2 separate regions of the Mus musculus genome follow, and region 2 is linked to region 1. Evidence: chromatin contacts called from public promoter capture Hi-C data. All regions are on one chromosome and are shown on one strand. Each heading gives the region's core, a stretch centred on a gene start, on an enhancer-like site or on the middle of the called end of the contact. The rest is flanking DNA. Distances are from core to core; before and after follow the strand shown.

The links. Capture Hi-C pulls out chosen DNA fragments and counts their contacts.
Region 2: a promoter capture Hi-C map of adipose tissue shows a contact between it and region 1. The contact joins two enhancer-like sites. A contact is called at or near these places in 2 of 115 datasets of contacts at active chromatin or transcription factors (DN3 thymocytes and fetal liver) and 1 of 9 other capture datasets (adipose tissue).

The regions. Positions count from the first base shown.
Region 1 is chr8:33,884,437-33,887,572 of GRCm38.p6, reverse strand. The region is part of intron 1 of Rbpms (RNA binding protein gene with multiple splicing); the gene reads left to right. Among named protein-coding and RNA genes, the nearest start is that of Gm51528, 38 kb to the left of the region's middle. Within about 2 kb of position 1,737, at least 64 of the 459 cell types and tissues checked have an H3K27ac peak or open chromatin away from gene starts, as enhancers often do. A contact at or near this core is called in adipose tissue, where this site is marked.
Region 2 is chr8:34,046,242-34,049,316 of GRCm38.p6, reverse strand. The region is part of intron 1 of Gm40487 (a long non-coding RNA gene); the gene reads right to left. Among named protein-coding and RNA genes, the nearest start is that of Gm40487, 2.6 kb to the right of the region's middle. Within about 2 kb of position 1,311, at least 20 of the 459 cell types and tissues checked have an H3K27ac peak or open chromatin away from gene starts, as enhancers often do. A contact at or near this core is called in adipose tissue, where this site is marked.

The DNA of each region.
Region 1 (3,136 bases), core at 488-2,987:
TGAGGGCAAAGGAAGTTAGTGATCTTTTGTTCTCCCTAGGAACAAAAAAATCAGTCAGTTGTTGTATCTGCTCTATTTCTAAAAGTCCTAATTAGCTCATATTTGTTGTTTAATTCTCCTTTTTTTTTCTTGGTGTTTTTCCTTTTGTTGGTGAGTTTGTAGAAGTCTATATACCTATTAGCTAAAACTAAAGGTTTTCTTGGTTTAGGGGAAGGACAACATCACTGGCCTCAAGCAATTTATAATCTCTACTAGGATAAACGGAAAGAAAATAAAAGGGTCTTGAAATACTTCCAAAGAAGACATGTCCCGTCCATCTGGCCTTGGGAGTCGATAAGCTAGTGTTAGTCCCCTCTAGGTGACACCTTATATATGTGAATCTTGTAGGAGTTGTGCTTTCTTTTCGGACACGTGGTTTCAGGGATCAGACTCAGGCTGTCCATCAGACTTGGCGGCAAGCACCTTTACCTGGCAATAGTCACGTCACTGGTCCCCCAACAATTTCTGTGTCGTAGTTTTCAGATCCTTTATTAACCTGATTACTCTTCTTCATTGGGGTTCCAGTTTCCCTAAGATGGACCCCCACACCCCAACACATCCAGTTCTTTTAAATAGGGCAAGTTGGTACCCACTGTGGTTCTTTAACACGAAAGTCCACATTAGTGCTCTCAGCCATGTCCTGTTTCAGTGCTTGTTTGAGGCTGGGGGTTTGTGGGGGGCATAGCTTACTGATGCTGTGGCAGGCTTCCACATAGTTTGCTTGTGTTTTCTTTTATAATTCACTATGTTGAATTCATAGAACTGGCTTTGTTTTTTTTTTCCCAACAGAGGCCCATGCATATGGGTGCGTCATAAAATTAACAGAATGAATAATGAGCCTGTAAATGTTTGTACTCCCTTGCCATGGTATGTGTAGCAATTTGACCTGGAGTTGTCCGGATTATAGGTTGAAACATTAAAATTGATTTTATCAGGCTGACATTCAGAAAAACAAACTTAAGATGAGTTTTGTATTCAGCTGTTTCAGTCCTTTTTTTTTTCCTTTTTCTCTCAAGAACTTTTTTTTTTTAAACATAGGAGTTGATTTATCTGTTACACAATTTTGTCTTAGAGTATAATTTTAGCTATTTATCATTATTCATTCTTGTCTTTCCCTTTTCTTGCTGACAAATTGTCTCCTGGCTTTTGGTAAAAAGACCAGAAAACAAACATGTTTCTAAAAATAATATGGCCAGTGAAGGTACGAGCCAAATGCTTGTTTTGTTCTATTTTCTTTCCAAATTTTACGATGTTCCCCATAACCTTTATCAGATACGTACAGCATATGTGCATTTTTCTCTCATATCCTTCCTGTGTAGTCCAGGAAAACACACTTAAGTAGAGCCAGGAAGTTGATGGTAGTCACTATTCCAGGGGCTAAGGGAGGCACTAGTAGCTCCAAATGCCAGCACCTCGGGTCTGTAAGGAACTTGTCCAGAGAAATGTGCTCAAGTGCGTTTAAGGAATATGAGCACTGGACTTTCCTGTCTGTGGAGTGAAGTTAGTGACAGGCAGCATGGTGCCCACATGGAGACCTGCCCTGCTCGTGCAGACACAGCCACCTGTGCCTGTGGCTCTCTGCTAACCCGCGGGAGAAGTTAGAGCCGGTACAGGCACTTTAGCATCATGTGTGGTGGTGCTGGCTGGGCATGCAGCAATGGCTGCCTCTGAGGCTATGGCCGGAAGTGTAGCTGCTGTCCCCTGCTTCCGCTTCCGGTCTCCGCTGAAGGCCCCACACCATGCATCCCTGGGCCAGAGAAAGACTATGGCTGAGAAGAGGGTCCCGGGAGGACAGACCACACTGTGGCCAAACAGGAAAGCCTTCCATCTGACTCGGGGTGGGGATGTAATGGGAAAGGCTGCGGATTTACAGAAACAGGATGAAGCGCCACAGACAGACCCACGCTCTGGAAATGCCCGGGATGAGTGAGAGGTAGCCGAGGAAATGAACCCCAGAGTGAGGCTCAGAGCTACTCTCTACCTTTCTGGTCTTACTAGCAAGAAAGCCAGATGTGTCTTTCATTCCGTAGCTTAATATTGCCCGCAGGAGCAGAGAGAATGTGGTATACGTAAGCCCGGGACACATCTGTGGCCTCTTTATGTGCCCGTTCTACCAGATCCTGTAAAAGTATGTTGTCAAGAGGAACCAGATTATCAAACTAACTTTTAGTATTAAGAGACTTACCTCATGAGCGAGAAATGCTGACGACACTAAAACTTTCAGGACATTTTTTTTTCTTAATTTTCTGGAGGGTTTATCTTTCAGAGTTAAGAGGAGGAAAATGAAACAAAGAAAGGGAGCAGCAGGGAGGGGTGTGTGTGAATCACCGAAGATACCACCTTATCTGTCTTCTTGACTTTAGTCTCTGGCGCATTTCCATTAATGGGCAAGGAACGTCCCAGCACTTCTACACCTGTTATGTGTAAACTCTTGTGACATGAATAATCTGTTGTCCACAGCCTGTCTTCCCGAACTTGTGCTCCCCCCCCCCCCCCAGCTATGCCAGGTTTGGGATCTATCCGCACTTTTCGTGGCCACAGAGGCTGGGAGAAATTTAAACTCTATTTTGTTGGCTTCTCACACCTCCCATTTGTACCCCCAGGTCCTCTGAGGTTGCTTGATCATTATGAATGTCAAACACTAGCAACTATGCTCATTGATTTTCTTAAGGAAGCGTTGGAATGTTAATAAAACCTCAGGAACTTTTATGTGCTGTTGATGGGACTGTAAGGAAAAAGGTTATGTCCCTGCTTCAAAAAGAAAAACAGAAAAACCCAGAAACGATTACGTTGTGACCCTGTTGTCTTGCTTCTGGATATACAAATCTTCTCAAGAAAATGGAAGCAAGATCAAGAATTGAAGATGTTTATGTGGAGGTCAGAAGTCTGTTCTTTTATCATGCGGGTCTCAAGGTTTACACTCAGGTGGTGGAACTTGGTAGCAAGCACCCTTATCTACTGAAGCCATATTACAAGTCCTCTATTTTATTAAGGTTTAATACAAGTTGATTAGTTTTCATTTGTCACACACTATGGACTAAGTGTTGAGATGACAGTTATAGTATTCTAAAGCGGTGTGCATATGTATATATGGTTG
Region 2 (3,075 bases), core at 62-2,561, 160 kb before region 1:
AGGCAGCTGGTGGCTCCATCCCTGAGCTTCAACCCTGGGACTCAGAAAAAGGTACAAGGACAGAATCAACTCCTTAAAGTTTTATATACACAGGGTGGAGTGAGAGAGGGGTTGAGAATTTTTAAGACCTCACTTACTTCTAATTACTATCACACACTGCAACACCTGAATTTTGGACACATGCAAACCATAGCCAGGTATGTGGTTTTAAATCTAGTATCCTGAAGCTGGGGAGATGGCTCAGCTATGAAGAGCATTTGCTGCTCTTGCAGAGGACCCACCTGAGTTCATTTCCCAACCACCACATGGTGTTCCCTGTATCCTCAGCTACAGGGACTCTCACTTCCTCTTCTGACCTCCAGGGGTACATACCGCACACACACACACCACATACACTATACAGACACACACTACACACACACAACACACACAACACACACTACACATACAGACACATACCACACATACACACAACACACACATACAACATACTACACACAGAGACACATACACACACAACAAATACTATGCACACATACACACAATATACACATAATATACACACATACACACTGCACACACATAAACACACTACACACACAACACATACTACATACAGAGACACACAAACACATTTACACAAACAACACACACACAAACATACAACCCATACACCGCACATACTATAGACACAACACACACTACAACACAATACACACTACAACACACTACACACCACAACACACTATACATACTACACATACACAGACATACACACTACACACACACTGTGCACACACACACACTACACATGCTATACACACACACACCATGCATACACACTACACTTTTAAAGCTTTCTCTAGCAGTCATACATTTTAATTAGGAGAAAGTTCAGCTGTGGGAAGGGATGACTTAGTGTTAATTACTGAATGACTTCCTGCCATGAGCCACAGGACCAAGGGCAGGAAGCACCAGGTGGAGTCAAAGCCTTTGTCACTCCTTGGATTCTGTGAACCTTCTGGAATCAGAATATCAAACCTCAAACCAGCTGAAGCCTGTCTGCTGTCTAGAAGTTGTGCTTAGAGCCATGGGCCCACAGTGACCTCTGAAATCATAGCAATAGAGATTCCAGGGCCTGAAGTTGCCACCGGAACCTCAGAAGCTAGAACACTAGTCCTGAATCTACAGTGACCTCAGATACGACTGAAAGCAAAGCTCCGGTCTCTCAGCGGACCCTGGGCACACTGGAGCCAAAGGCTGGGGCCTGCACTGACCTCTGAGGGCACTGGGTTGCAGTCCTTGTTGCAAGGAATTGTCTGGTGCCACAGCGTTCAGAGTCCTGGTCTCCCTGTCCTCTCTGGTCCTGTCAGAACCAGAAGTTTGGTTATCTAGCACTTTGGTCCTACAGAAGCCAGAGGAGAAAGTCAAGACAATAATACATAACAAACAAACAAACAAACACATTTAAGGGGAAAGTTAAGAAACATGAATAGAGTTTCCAGGAATTTATGGTGGAAAAGAAGGACCATAAGACAAATAAGATGAAACAGATAGATAGTTAAAAATTTACAGAGGGAGCCGGGCGTGGTGGTGCACGCCTTTAATCCAGCACTCAGGAGGCAGAGGCAGGCAGATTTCTGAGTTCAAGGCCAGCCTGGTCTACAAAGTGAGTTCCAGGACAGCCAGGGCTACACAGAGAAACCCTGTCTCGAAAAAACCAAAAAAGTTTACCGAAAGAGTGGCTGGAGAGATGGCTCAGTGGTTAAGAGCACTGACTGCTCTTCCAGAGGTCCTGAGTTCAAATCCCAGCAACCACATGGTGGGTCACAGCCATCTGTAATGGGATCCAGTGCCCTTTTCTGGTGTGTCTGAAGACAGCTACAGTGTACTCATATACATAAAAATAAATAAAAATCTTTAAAAGAATATACTTTTTAAAAAGTTTACAGAAAGAAGTAGGCATCTGAACACAAGAGGTAAACAGGAGAAACCCTCTGTGACACATTACAGTCAGGATGTCAAAAAAAGAGTAAAGAAATAATACAGAAAGCAGCATGAGAAATTCACACAGAAAGGCAGAAATATCCGAATTAACCCAGACTGTTCTTCAACAACCACAAACGCCAGGGAAAAACAGAATGCAATATTTTAAACTCCAAAAAGTAAATAACTATGAAGCTGATAGTTGCTATACCATGAAAGACTACCTTTCAAAATTCATAGAGAAATAAAGGAATTTCAGGACAAACATAAAGTAAGATAATTGCTGGCAACTAAGCTAGCCCTCCAGAAAGTTCTAAGCAGAACACTTTACAGGAAGGAAGAGGAAAGACGGCTTCCTTCATGTAAATACATGACGCACACGCTCGGTGAAGACTACACAAGCTAGAAACAGCTGTGTTCACCACAGCAACCCAGCAAACCCTCAAAACCAACGCAAGAAAAGAAATACCAATAATCCAGCCAGAAAAATCACCTAACAGATAGAAAATGGCAAACCCCTTTATACAAATAGCATTGAATGTAAATGGCCTAAAAAGATACAGAGTAATAATAAAATGGATCAAAACCCAAGAACTGACTCTATACTATCTTCAAGAAACACATAGCCAGCAAAAATACCTAAAGACTTAATATCAAAGAATGGCAAACCAACCTCAAAGCAAATGGAGAATTTGAACAAACAGATGTGGCTATCCTTATATCTATCTAAACTTCAAATCAAAAGCAACGAGAAGAAATCCAAAGGAAGGCTACATATTAATAAAAGGAATAATTTGTTAAAAAGATATAACGAAAGCTGGGCATGGTGGCGCACGCCTTTAATCCCAGCACTCGGGAGGCAGAGGCAGGCTGATTTCTGAGTTCGAGGCCAACCTGGTCTACAGAGTGAGTTCCAGGACAGCCAGGGCTGCACAGAGAAACCCTGTCTCGAAAAACCAAAAAAAAAAAAAAAAAAAAAAAAAAAAAAAAAAAGATATAACGATTGTAAATGTTTATGTACAGATAGTGGAGTCCCTAATTTCATTAAAGCAACAGAAAGAAATGAAAGACCACGTAGGTACTGATACA